Linked DNA regions of Zea mays: all the other regions are linked to region 2. A link is a contact called in public Hi-C data. All regions are on one chromosome and are shown on one strand. Each heading gives the region's core, a stretch centred on a gene start, on an enhancer-like site or on the middle of the called end of the contact. The rest is flanking DNA. Distances are from core to core; before and after follow the strand shown.

The links. A called contact is a pair of places that touch in the nucleus more often than the background predicts.
Region 1: a Hi-C map of ear shows a contact between it and region 2, with 2.6 times the contacts expected there. The contact joins the promoter of LOC103631259 here to the promoter of LOC100280955 in region 2. A contact is called at or near these places in 3 of 25 Hi-C or Micro-C datasets (ear, leaf and tassel).
Region 3: a Hi-C map of leaf mesophyll shows a contact between it and region 2, with 2.3 times the contacts expected there. The contact joins the promoter of LOC100285198 here to the promoter of LOC100280955 in region 2. A contact is called at or near these places in 4 of 25 Hi-C or Micro-C datasets (bundle sheath, endosperm, leaf and 1 more).

The regions. Positions count from the first base shown.
Region 1 is chr1:5,833,569-5,838,389 of Zm-B73-REFERENCE-NAM-5.0, reverse strand. LOC103631259 (probable LRR receptor-like serine/threonine-protein kinase At1g12460) reads right to left here and starts at 1,823. Exons shown (of 3, transcript XM_008652211.4): 1 at 177-1,823; 2 at 1-83. The coding sequence starts at 1,387.
Region 2 is chr1:5,655,894-5,660,520 of Zm-B73-REFERENCE-NAM-5.0, reverse strand. LOC100280955 (cell growth defect factor 2) reads left to right here and starts at 3,107. Exons shown (of 3, transcript NM_001153875.1): 1 at 3,107-3,285; 2 at 3,931-4,101. The coding sequence starts at 3,196. It overlaps LOC100383060, which reads left to right. Exons shown (of 4, transcript NM_001175736.1): 4 at 484-1,372. The coding sequence ends at 1,137.
Region 3 is chr1:5,487,008-5,491,629 of Zm-B73-REFERENCE-NAM-5.0, reverse strand. LOC100285198 reads left to right here and starts at 3,146. Exons shown (of 7, transcript NM_001158092.2): 1 at 3,146-3,928. The coding sequence starts at 3,344. LOC100277948 (S-adenosyl-L-methionine-dependent methyltransferase superfamily protein) reads left to right here. Exons shown (of 8, transcript NM_001151386.2): 7 at 148-297; 8 at 877-1,100. The coding sequence ends at 1,038.

The DNA.
Region 1 (4,821 bases), core at 574-3,073, 180 kb before region 2:
TGTGGAGATCAAGCACCTTGAGGTAGGTTATGTTGTTGAGTGTGTCTGGGATAGCTCCTTGCAGTTTGTTGCCGGACAGATTCCTGCGTCGTTGTAATTTGGCTACTAGTCAGTACATGGAAACATTGTACCATAAGCGAAAATTGCAGCAGTGCGAGTACTGAACAAACACTTACAGTTCAAGCAAGAATCGGCACTGGCTGAGGGACCCTGGAATCTCTCCTGTGAGAGCAAGGCCCGCGAGGTCGAGTGTGACAAGCATCTCGATCCCTCCAAGCTCAGGTGGAATCGAACCGGAAATGCCAGGATTGCCCGCGAGCCGGAGGAAGGAGAGCGACCGCAGAGTCCCAATCACAGGAGGTACAGCTCCACCAAGAGCATTCGCCCCCAAATCCAAAAACCTCAGGCCGCGGCAATTCACGACGCTCTCCGGCACCGGCCCCGTGAGCCGGTTGCCGGACGCGTCCAAGCGTGAGAATTTGGTGCCGCAGGTCGCAATGCTGGGGATTTCGCCTTCAAAGGCGTTGGAGGAGACATTGAAGTAGGTGATGTTTACCGAGCCAAGGAGCGCAAAGGGCGCAGCTCCGGAGAAGTTGTTGCTGCCGACGTCGAAGAGGTCAATGCCGCCGCAGGAGGTGAGCTTGTTGGATATTTGCCCAGAGAGCGCGTTGCTCCGGACGGAGATGTAGTTCATCTCCGGCGGCGCGCAGACCCGGTCCGGGAGCTCGCCGGAGAGGCGGTTGTAGGAGAAGTCGAAGCCGGCGAGGCGCGAGCAGTTGGCAATGCCGGGCGGGACGGGGCCCGTCAGGTCGTTGTGCGCGAGCGAGACGTAGCGGAGGCGGAGGCAGGGGTCGAAGAGCCCGGCGGGGATCCCGCCGGCGAAGTGGTTGTAGGAGAGGTCGAGCAGGCGGAGCCACGGGAAGGCGCCGAGGAACGGCGGGATCTCGCCGGCGAGCGCGTTCCGGCTGAGGTTGAGCTTGCGGAGCGTGGGCGCGAGCGCGCGGAAGCCGGGCGGGACGCCGCCCGCGAGGGCGTTGCCGAAGAGCGAGACGGACTCGAGCGCGGGAAGGCGCGCGAGGGAGGGCGCGAGCGTGCCCGCCAGCCCCGCGCCGTGGATGCGCAGGCGCTGCACGGCGCCCGTGGACGCGTCGCAGGTGACCCCGACGAAGCCGCAGGGGTCCCCCGCGGGCGTCCACGACGCCAGCACGCCCCGCGGGTCCGCCGTCACCGCCGCCTTGAAGTCCAGCAGCGCCCGCCGCTCCGCGTCCGTCGCCGCGCCGGCGCGGTGGCACTGGCAATGCAGCAGCAGCAGAAGCAGAAGAAACGGGGCCAGGAGAAGCGGCAGCGCCGCCGAAGCGGCGGGCGTGGCCTGGGAGCGGCGCGTCATCGCGACAGGGACAGGCCGCGCTGTGCCAGTGCCACCGCACGCAGCCGCAGCGGCATTACCACCCACCAGCTCTGCCGCGGTGGCCGCTGCCGCTACTAGTAGGCGGAGTAGTTAACTGGCAGCTACGGCGCCGACCGCCGAGTAAAGGAGTAGCGAGTAGGTGGCGTGCGTTATGGTGCGGCCGCGGGCGTCCGGTACCCAGTACCACTGCCACACCACGCCAAGCGTCCAAGCAAGCGGAGCGAGCGGCCGGCAGCCAGCACCCTCGGCCGGTCGGCCCTCGCTAGCCGCCTTGCACTCGTCTAGTTTGCGTGTTGGGGAACAGGTCAGCGGGGGCGGTCGACGGAATGATGGTGCGGAAAAGGGAAGTGCGTGGCTTTCCGGGTTGGGGATCTGGCCCGGCGTGATCGGAGCATTTCCGTTCAGATCAGAGGGCGGGAGCAAGCGGCACAGTTTGGTTGCGGGCCGAGGAGCTTGCCAGTTTGCCTCCCGCCCGGCTGCGGTTGGTTGGCTGGTTGGGTCATGGCGTCGGCGTGGCAGCCGGGACCCGGCACGGCGAGGTGCCCGTTGCGTGCGCCTACGGGACACGGAATGGACTCCATTCAAGGCCGCGCCTTCTCGTACAAACTACGGAGACGCGTGTCGACCATGAATACTACTACGTCATTCACGCCACGTACGTGCAGCGTCCTGGTCACCGTACCTGTACTGATGCGCGCCGGTTGCGGTGGCCGGTGTAAGACCGGCGGTGGTTGATGAGAAACCAACTGTTGTGCTGCAGGGACCGTTTATTACAGTATCTATTTTACTCCTTATTTTAAACTTTACTTTACAAGTAATGTCATCTACAATACAAAATAATATTTTACATAGTCTACTAGAGATGTCATTAAAGCGAAAAAAGATGTGGTGTGAGCGACGGGCGGATGGGTACTACTTTATCACTATCACTATGAAGCGCTTTTGAGCCACATTGTAGTTGCTCTTAAAGGGTGTTTAATTTGTATGGACTAATTTTTAGTCCTTTTATTTTAATCACTTTTAGTTCCTAAATTGCAAACATAGGGACCGAGGGTATGTTCGTTTCTCTAGTGCTAAACTTTAGCACTTGTTTGGATAAAGTGTTAAACTTTAGCACTTGCACTCTACGAGGAGCACACGGTTAGTGGGAAGAAATAAAGGGGTATTTGCAAAATGGAGTTGGAGACCACTTTAACACAATTTAGCATTTTTGGTGAAGCTAAAATACTAATGATTGCCAAACTTTAGCATGTCACTTTTAGCCACCGTGTTTGTTTATTTAGGAGCTAAACTTTAACAAAAAAAAAGTACAATGCTAAACTTTAGTAAGGAAAAACAAACGAGCCCTAAAATAGAGATAGTTTTTCTTTTAGTCCCTTTGCTTAGCAATTTAGAGACTAAAAGATACTATAATGCAGGAGCTAAAAAATAGTCTCTACAAACAAAATATCTCCTTAGTCCGTCCAATAACAGGTGATTTAGAGCACTGTAGCAGGCCTGTTGGGCTCCTTTTTAGCAGTTGATCTTGGAATTAGTGTGTCTTTTGGTCGGCAATGATTCCGTTAATAGTTCATGATCATAGACGTGCTTGCGGGTGCCAAATCATGTCCCGCAACTGTCCTGTCTTTGTGAAGTGTGACCGAGGCTCCGCGAGCAAAGATAAAATAACATCAAATGCAGAGCCAGCAGAGGTCCATACAAACTCCAATCTGTTTCCCACGTGGTCTACTCTCCAACAAACTACAAAAATTATATCGGTCAAGTTTTTTTCCAATTTCTTCTTTTTATGTTCTATTTCTAAAAGTCCATTTGTTTTTCTCACTCCTGGCTGATCAATATATTGCATGTCCTTATTGTCCGTTGTTCATTGCTTTTCGTCTTTCAAATTTCTGCCTTTGTTTGGGTTTAGTTTTTTTCAAAACATAAAGAGTTTTAGTTCTTCCGCTTGTTCTACATATATCCTGATCTTTTTCATGCTTTTTTTGAAACGTCTCGGGATGCATTAGTTTCCTCTTATAAAAGTCTGGGGATGCATTTGTTTGGGCTTGTTTGGCATCAAGCGGCTAATAGACAAGAGAAGGGAAGCCCCAGACGGGATTTAATTGGCTTTTCAAATCCACGTTGTTTTTCAGAGCAGCTTTTCCCTTCTCCTTTGTCACTGTTTGGAAGCAGACGCTCGCTTGCTGTCCAGACAGCATTTTGTCAACGATGCTACACGGAACATGACAGATGGTTCGACAGCAGGCAAAGTTACAGCAGGAGTCAAGGCTGAAGGACGAGAGCAAGGAAACGACGGACAATAGCAAGGAGACGAGCACGGCAACAGAAGAGTGGCTACAACGTATGAATATTTGGGCCAGTGTGGGCCTTGTAATTGGCGCTGGGCTGAGCCTATGATCTGATGTATATCACAGAAACTCAGAACAGGGAATCGGGATCGAAGAACCAGAACATTGATACAGTTTCTATCTTCTCCTTCTTCCCCTCGTAGCTCTGTCCTGCTTTCTCCTGTCTCCTCTCGATCTATCCCTCAGTGTGGTGCACAACCAACGGCAGAAGACCTGCGATCCTTGTGGTGCACAATCTGTGCGGCCTCTTTACGCTGCAGTTGCTGGCGTGCAGCCCGCTGCAGTGGCGCGCGGTGCACGTGCAGCGCCTCAGCACGCTCTCCACGCTGTGGGGCGACTATGTGCAGGAGATGCTCGAGAACATATTTGATTGTCTCTACTGCGTGTTCAGAGTCCTGGAGAATAAGGAGAGGTTGGTCAAGGCTGAAGGTGTTGAGTTCATGCTCATTATTCAACCATGACCACCACCTATGCAATTTCAAGCTTCATACACGCACAACATTTGGTATCCATTTGGTTGCGGTTGGGATGCGGTGCCGCACAAGCAACCATGGCCACCACCTGTGTTTCGCAGTTTGATGTATGAGGAAGACAAAGGAAATGATTCAGATGTTGGTGATATACATGTTTTAGTGAGGGAAGGAGCAACTGATGGCAACGTGCAGTTGGTGATACTGGGAGATGGTGTTCCAGTCTGGATTCCACCTTGGCCATCCTTTAGTGGTGATATTCAGCAACTCGAGTTGATGGTGCTTAGTGAGTCAGAATTCTCTCCCACTCTCCTCATTGATCGCTTGAGTCCTCAGTTTTCGGGAGTACAGACAGTGGGACAACCTCTAATGGTGAAAGTAGCAAATGGTCAAGTATTTCAGTATACTTGTTCTATACCTGAAGCCACTTGGAGCATGTCAGACTCGTTCTCTATAGGAGCAGTTGTCGGACTTCTCTTGATTTCAGAAGAACACCAAGTGAAGAGCTCTGTGGATCAGTTGCAAGCTATTGAAGAATTTTGTGATCGCCTGGCTGAGGAAGCGCAGACAGAGGTGGTGCCCGAGCTTTCTAAAT
Region 2 (4,627 bases), core at 1,858-4,357:
CCTAGTATAACACCAGTAGCAAATAATTAAAGCGGCGGCACAACACAAACACAGCCGCTAATTGCTTTCTTCTAGCTCTCAGAAGATAAGTTTCCCTTTTGTGAGACTTGACCCTCCGAAGAAGACATCTATTCTTCTTCTGAGTAAAGTATATATGCAGACCTCATCCGGTCATCCCGCCGGCCTCACCACTCACAAGAACTTTTCCTATATAGATGCATGCATGCGCGTCCGCATGCATGTCCTGGTTAGCTAGGGTTTCCCAGTGTGAACGTTCTTGCAGACTTGCACGCGCCATTGTTTGCAACTATCTAGTATCTACTGCTGGTACTCATCAATGTACTGATGGTAATGCTTCGCCACTCCACTATCGCACACAGTGGGGAGATAGATAGGCGATAATGGAGGCGATACTGTATATTGCAATCCTGCACGCCTCATTTTAACAATCTAACTAATCAGTTTAATTTCCGAGCGCTTCAGGAAGAAGGCTGGGTGGTGTGCCGAGCGTTCAAGAAGAGAACAGCGTACCCGGCAAGGATGGCATGGGGGGACCCCAGCTACGCCTACCGCGAGATCAGCGCCATGGGCGCGGCGGCGGCGGCGTTCGTGGACCCTAACGCGGCGTCGTACGCGCAGATCAGACGCCAGCAGTCCAACAAGAGCGCGCGCTTCAAGCAGGAGGCCGAGCTGGACGGCGGCGCCGCCGCCGCGCTGCTGCAGTACTCCTCCAGCCACCTGGTCGAGCTGCCGCAGCTCGAGAGCCCGTCGGCGCCGGCCAACAAGAGCCAGGCGGCGTCAGCCTCTGATGAGGTTGTGGACGCCGCCGACAGCGGCCGGCGGCCGGGCAAGAAGGCGCGGGCTGATGAAGTGGCCACGGACTGGAGGGCGCTCGACAAGTTCGTCGCGTCGCAGCTCAGCCCCGCGGCGGAGTGCGGCTTGGAGGCGGCGGCAGCGTCGTCGACGGCCGCCGCCAGCAACGTGGGCTCCCAGCTGGACCACGTTGAGGATGATGACATGGCGGCATTGCTGTTCCTCAACAGCGACGGGAGAGACGAGGCGGAGAGGTGGACGGGGCTGCTCGGCCCGGCCGCCGGGGACGACGGCGACTTTGGACTGTGTGTGTTCGACAAATGAGTGGCGGGCGCGGACGGCCGGCGCGCCGCCCGCGTGCATGGTGTGGCGCGGAGGGATGCATGCATGCATGCGTACATGGGATGGTGCGTGTCATATATTATGTGGTTATAGCTGAAAGTTGGTCTCTCTTTTATTTTTTTTCCTTGACTACTTTCCCTTTGTATGTTTGCCAACAAATGTGATTGTAATTTTCATCTGTCTCTGTGCAGAGTCATAAGATGCATGCCATTCCGGCAGATGTGTTAATTCTTTCCGTTGATGTGACCTAACATGCATAGCACTTCTGACTTTGGTTTGTAAAATGGCACATATGATTGACAGGCAGGAGAAGAGGGGGAGGGAGGGAGGGTGACAGTGGTGGTTGTTTCGTGAAGCAACCATCCATCCATAAGCCAAAATTTAGAACTATGAGACAATTATTATTTCACTATGGTACGATTTAATGTTATCATGCAATTCACAGAAACTCACCTTAGCTTTGTTGATTGCACAAATTAAGAATAACAAAAATAGTATAAAACAACTTAAAGGCATGTTTGGGAATAGGAGGAATGGAGGGCATTATAAAATCTCATTGCTATTCAATTTTAGGCCCTGTTTGGGAACAAAGTTTTTGAAAACCATAGTTTTTGAAATACTATAGTATACTTTAGTCATGACAATACCGCAGTTTATAATACTACAGTTTTGGAAACTGAGGTCCAGACCTAAGTTTAGAATACCTTAAAACAACTATAGTATTTGCAATACTTCAGTTTTGAAAACAGAGATTTTAGCTAGCTCGCCAAACACCATTCTGTATATAATACTGCAGTATTTGAAAATACTGCAGTATTCTTCCAAAACTGCAGAAAAACTTTATTCCCAAACACCCCTTTAAAAGCAAGATGATTTTAGCCCCTCCGATCCCACTCCATCTCCATGTGGCTTTTAAATTAAACAAGCCCAAAAGGAGTTGGCAATCGTCTCATGGTTATGTGGCATTGATCATATATGAAACAACATCAATAGCCTTGATTAGGGTCTCTCTAGCACCCTTATATTGTGTACAGTTATAGATAAGTCCCAACCAGATTGGTTTACGTATGAGTTTCTAATCAAATATAATTGAATTCTCATTGATCAGGGTATGTAGATGCATATATGCATTTTTGTCATCGCTTGAACCAGTTGGAGGTCACTTGACAGCTGACACACGAGGAGCCAGGGGGTGTAACATTGCTACGGTTATTTCTCCAAAATGCGACTCTATGAACATAGGGCTCCTCTCTTGATCTGCGTCTAGAAAGGATGGATTGATATGTAGCCAGAAAGGATGTGTTGACGTTAGTGTATCGCTCTGCAAATACAGAATAATCAATTAAATATTAAATTCTGACTAGATCGGGCGTATTGGCTTGTGCTGTGGTTGCACCAATCGGCTCCTTAAGTTAATTGTCATCTTCCTTGAATCGACTATTGTCATAATCAATAAACATAAACATGCATTGAAAGTACTAAATGAAGAAAATGAACCTATCTAAAACATACTTGAGCCAATTATTTACTCTAAAACGATGCAGGCTACATGCCAACACAGATGAACTTGCTGCGGCTATGGCTGTGCTGGGGTAGCCCTTGCCTAGCAGGCTAGCAGCAGCTCCCATCATGTCAGTATGTCACCGAGCACAAAAAAAATACAGCAGCTACAGTAAAATCACAGTGGACTGTAGACTGTAGTAACATCAGCCAACTGTATTTCAGCCGAATCAAACACTATTTTTAAGGATTTATTTAAATGTTCATATATTTATCTTAATTCATATATATTAAAGTAAAAAAATAAGGTAAATCTCTACTTTGATCCACTCTAGCGTATGTGGATTGAATCCCTGGAAAGCACAGCGTTCGGGCCTCACATTTGGGCCTGTTCAGCCCAGTAGCGTGCGCTTCCTGTCTTCGTCCGGCCCTTTCGGCCCCCTCTTCCTCCAGGTTTCCTTTCCACCACCGCTACTCCGCTAGGTTCAGCAGCGGCACCAGTCGGCTGAGCGGATCTCCGGTGAGGTTGAGGGATCAGGGATGGCGAACGGCGGCGGCTACGTGTGGGCCCTTGCGGCGGGCTTCAACGCCGCGCTCGCCGCCATCTCCGCCAAATTCATCGCCACTCTGGTACCGCGCCAGTGCGCCACCAACCTACCCCTACCTCCCTCTATCGCTCGCCCTCCGTACACGATCCGAGATTCCTTTTTTGCTCTCGGCTTCGGAGCTTCGAGTTAGTCAATGATTTTGGATGATGAGTTTGGGGCCATCGACTAGTTTCCTAAATCCGGAAGTTTGTGTAGGAGGATTTGACCGTAGGCTTCACTGAACACAAATTGGAGCACCGATAGAAATTCCGCAAATGCGTCATGACGTATTTGAAAAGGGAATTCAGTCGGTTTTTATGATTGGCTACAGTATTAACTTTGGTTTGTGACGAATAGCTCACTAGTTTGCACTTTACTCAGTGGTCCTCTCCATGCTTATAGTGAAAACGAGGTACACGAGAATCTGTGCATCAAAATAGCAGGGGAAAGAGGGGGTATTCCTCCTATGGGCCAACAACCAGCACAATATCAACTTGTTAGTATGGAGTTCACAATTGAAACCTTTCTTGCTAGAGTTTATCTTGAACAAGAGATGAAAAATGTCATCCATTCAGGAAAAGGGAAAACAAGCATGCGCACCAATGGAAACACAAAGATAACTCTTTCTTAGTAATGTGCCAATGCTTTCAGTTTACTCTGTCGCTTACTCTGATCGGATCTAACGCAGCCGCTCAAATATGGCACGGTGATACTTTTCAACGTGACAATGTGGGGGTGCTACGTCAACAGCCTCAAAGCTTTGTCGTCCCTCCAGGCAACAGTCACAAACTTCGCCGCCAACTTCCTCTCGTCTGGGCTTGCAGGGTATTTCCTGTTCGAGGAGCCGCTGCCTTCTAAGGTAACACGGGAATTCTAAGTTTTCATGTGATGCATCTTGAGGATCAGCACACACAGAGAAGCGAAACAGAACTGGACTTTATTCTATATATGACATGACGTCTCTCTACCTTCGATTCCCTGGAAACTGAGTTACCATAGTATAGAGTTGGTCCATCCTGGTAAACACAATGATTTACAGAACCCCACCAGGCCACCACCGCCACCAAGACCACCACCAGGGGGGTGTAGAACTTAATCGGATTTCATCAAGCGTGGCATTTTCAACTTTTTTGGGTGGTTTCTGCTGTGTGGTTAACCTTGGTAAATTGCATTGTTCCTTCAGTCTTTTCTTCCAGGCAGACGAACAAAGCATTCCACTATTTCTCAGGAAGGAGTAAAAAAACATTTCTTATGCGATGATGAGCCGCATGATAAGAAAATATTTTCAATTTAGTGTCCTCTTGTAACAATGGTATCGTGAGATTTAAGGCCATTTTTTTAGGAAAGAGTAACACGCTGGAACAGCTAATTGCTAGACAGCAAGA
Region 3 (4,622 bases), core at 1,897-4,396, 170 kb after region 2:
AAACAAAATTAAATTACATAATGGATGAATCACTTATAGGAATATATAGCCCTGTCTTAAACGAGATGCCTGGATGATTATTTTACGAAGCTTTGTTTATTCTACCGTTGTTCACTGTGTGCTAGTTTTATTTTAATATTGATACAGGCCAAAACTTGGTTGCAAATTGCAAAAAGGCTAATGCCAGACGGTCGAATCATGGTAAATTGTGGTGGATCAGACACTGAAGAATCTCTCTCATCGCCTTGGGTTCAAAACCCTACAGTTAAAGCACTTTGTTCCGCATTTCCTGGACAGGTATGGTACCATTCATCAGCAATACACGTATTTGGACTTCAATTACTAAAGACACTTATTTCAACTGCTAGTTTGCTACTAGTTGGTGACAATTTCGAAGCAGTGATTTTTGAAGTATGAAAGAGTTTGTGTTTGTTGTTTCGTCCTCTTTGTACTGTTAGCATTTTTCCTCTGCACTAAATACAATGCACCTTTATTATTGTGTGTGACATATTACTATATTTTAGGATTAATTGTATACATGCCACTCTACTTTTGCAAAATTAGATGGTTAGTTCATTTTTTATGCCATGTCGTGGCATGAAAACGAACTAAATTTTAGGATAGCCATATCGTTTTTTGTAAACTTGCAAAAAAAAATGTCCCACTGAACTTTATGCGGTAGCCTAACATGAACTTTGCTAAACTGTAAAGATATAGAAGCCACATTCTAAACTCTTGTAGAGTAAGGGAATTTTTAGCCTAGGATGCCAGTTTATTGCGACCTGTTAGATCAGTTACCTTATGAGAAATTGGGCAGTATCGTGCCACCATTTGGCCCTAGACTGTTTTGCTAAATGAAACGTTGTTGAATTGCAGGTAAGCTGGAAGAGACTATCGGAGAAAGAGAGTGTAAACTATGTTGCCCTGACTGGACCTCTCCCAGACCTGGACGGGTGGTCGGCGTCGGTTCCTAGTGAGCTAAGCACGAATAGGGCCGGCCCTAAGCCTATGCTAGAGAGGCGACGGCCGGGGGCCTAAAATTCTTAGGGGCCCAATATTTAGTATATATAACACTATATAATATATCAATTTACACTTTACAAAACCCATCTAACCAAATAACTCACACACTTATAATATTTACGAAATCCATCAAACAAATTGCAACCATATTTAACATAACATCAAAATTAACGGTTTAGATTATTGAATAACATCATCTATTTTGTTCACTCAAATTACAACCATATTTAACATAACATTATTTGATCATCCTTTAGCCCTCCCCTCCCCGTATCCCCACCGCCATCAATCCCTCCCCTCGCCCCACCACCGTCATCGTCCACCCCTCTCCTCCTCTTCACAGGAACGTAGCGTTAGCACAAGTTATATGCTAGTAGTAAAATAGTATAGGTAGCCAACAGGGTGGGAGAGCTAGGCACACTGACGTCCGGTGCACACGGACAATGTGGCACGCGTTGCCCACTGCCTAGTCGTCACGCTCACGTCCTCGAGCGTCTATGAGACCACACCCTCCATGTGATCGTCGTTCGCCATCTCGCCGATCCAACCCTTCAGGATTCCACGGAGCTAGGCACCACTGCGCTAGCCTCCAGACACGCATGGTCGAGCAATCAGAACTTGGGTTATCCGGCGATCGTCGTTCCTATTTTTTCAACCTGTGAAGCGTTAATTTGTACCGATGTATATTATCTAGCTTCTTAGATTGTTTAAAAAACTAATTTTAATACACATCATCATTTATTTATAAAGTATTAATATGCTCTGCTGCATAATATAGAAATTTTTTTATAGTATAGAGGGCCCACCATGATCAGTTCGCCGGGGGCCCTCAAAATCATAGGACCGGGGCTGAGCACGAAAGTGAAACAATGGATGCCATGCGAGCTTGCGTGATGGAAGGGCATTTTCTTTTGTTCTAGCTGCACCTAATTTGCCTCAGCAACTTGTCCATGACCGCTGTGGCCTTCTCCAACCTCCATGCCCCTTCAATTTCTGGTGAGGGACGCTCAGCTGTCGGTGGGTGCCATCCACAGCGCTTCGTTTCCGGATCTATCGGCGGACTATGCACCCATCCGGCACACTGACAGTCTTGTCTCTCTCTCGTCTCTTTCTTCTTCTTTTTTTTACTTAAGGGTGCGCTTTGTGGCATCATCTGCATCGGAGGCAGTATTGACCCCAGACGTTCGTGGGATGGAATAGGTAAACATTGAGTTTCGTTACTGAACGTTGAGTACAAGTACAAGTGTACAACAAACACACGCTCTCTATCCCTTGTGTTGAGAGAATCTGAATCTTGATAGTAGCCTAGAACAACTCTGATCCTTTTCTTTAGAGAGAGGAGAGAGCATGTAAAAGACAGAATTTGCAGCAAGAGGATTGGAGCCCATAACAGTTTGTTTAGTGGTATTCTGCTGCTGGCACACATGCATGCCTTTGTGGTGCCGCAAAGTGACAAATTCATTTAAGTGAACAGCTGTCCAGTAGCATTCACTGACAACGACTGTTCGTTTAGCATCCAACAGTGCTGCGATGTTTAACTGAATCTAAGCTCTGGAATAGTAGAATCAGTGCATGCCTCGGTGTGCTTTGGATACCATACGTAAATGTATTGGAAGTTCTATCAGGTAAGTTTACAGTTGCAGGGTTAACGTCGTTCTGATGTCATGTTGCTATCGTCCTCCTACCTATATAAACTAAAAAGAAATGTAAGACAGTGTCACTCTATCCGCCATGGTGCTTCTGACTCAACAGCACTCGCCATTCCCAAGCTCCGTGCCTCCGTCACGCCATCATCTCGCTCTTGCTAGCCTGCAGCTCCCTCTGTTACGGGCCACCGCGCTCGACGTCTTGGGGGATTGACTTGTCTTGGAATATTCCGTTAAGGAATGTCACTGTCACTGGACAGTTGAGCGTTAACTGCCGTGCACCGCATCACGAGAGAGGAGACACGAACACGAGCGCAGCCGCTGCGAAACGCTACAAGATCCAACGGCTGCAGTTCTCTCCTCGTGAACCGGTGGCGTGGGGCTACCCGCTCTGACACCGCCAGTCCCTCTTCCCTCATCTCCCTCTCCCCAAAGCAAAAGGCAAAGCAAAAGCCCCCGACCCCCGTCTGGCGCCGGGAGTCCCACTTTGTGCCACACTTTGTCTAAGGTTAGTCGTTCGAATTGAAGAACTAACCTTAGGCAGAAAAGTTAGGCAAAGTGTGGCAAGTTAGGCATCAAACCAAACAGACCCCAAAACCCACGCCACGCCACGCCACAGCCCCGCCCTCGCCGCCGTTTCCCGAATCCCCCAAGGGCAAGCGGAGCCATCCAGGATGGCCCATTCGCCGGCGCCCAGCGGCGGCGGCGGCGGGGGGCCGCTGCCGCTACTGGTGTCGCTCAACTGCCTCGACGACCTCTCGCTGGAGCAGGAGGGGCTGGCGGGCGTGGCCGCGGTGGAGCACGTGCCGCTCTCCGCCGTCGCCTGCGGCCGCATCGAGGCCGCCTCCGCGGTGCTGCTCCCCTCCCTCGCCTTCCTCCCGCGCGCCGCGCAGCGCCGGCTGCGGCCCTGGCAGCTGCTGCTCTGTCTCGGCTCCGCGGACCGCGCGGCCGACGCGGCGGCGGCCGCCGACCTGGGCCTCCGCCTCGTCCACGTCGACGCCAACCGCGCCGAGGAGGTCGCCGACACCGTCATGGCGCTCATCCTCGGCCTGCTCCGCCGGACCCACCTCCTCTCGTGCCACGCCTCGTCGGTCCCGGCCGCCGGCTGGCTCGGCTCCGTCCAGCCCATGTGCCGCGGCATGCGGCGCTGCCGCGGTCTCGTGCTCGGTATCATTGGCCGGTCCGCGGCCGCCCGCTGCCTCGCCACTCGTAGTCTCGCGTTTCGGATGAGCGTGCTCTACTTCGATCCGCGCTACGTGGTACTGGATCTGCAACTTCCTCCTATGCGCCCATTGTTTCATCTGCTTACTAGTTCGTATTAGTACTCACACTGTTCGAAAACTATGGATCCCCATGCTTGGATTGCTGGTTATGATATTTTCGACTTGGTTTCACATTTATCTTATTTTCTGTCAGTATCTCGCTAGTGGATATACTGGATAGGGTTTTACTTAAACTACTAAGCTGGTTTCTGTTTAGATCTTGGAATTTATAAATTTTGTAGAATTGAAGTTGACAGGATTCCAGGCATTTGGAACGTGGGACTGAAATGTTTGTCATCCCTTCTGTTAATTGGAGGGACTGTTGTATAGGCTAAGTAATTTTAGTACTACAATTACTACTAAGGGGGTGTTTGGAAACACAGTTTTTCAAAACCACGGTATTTCAAATACCACAGTATACAAATGCCATGACATGATCTCAGTTTTCAATACCACAGTTTTAGAATACCACGGTTTTGAATACATGGAGGTGTTTGGGAACAAAGTAAGTTTGAATACATGGAGGTGTTTGGGAACAAAGTATATAGCCTGTGAGGCTCTCTGTCCCCTATTGGAATTATCTTCTAAAATCTCCAAGGTTAGTAACAGCCGCATGGTTGAGTTATTCCATAAATTGAAGTCTTCCTTCTAGATAACAAATATCATACAAGCTAAAATCATATGAAAGCTG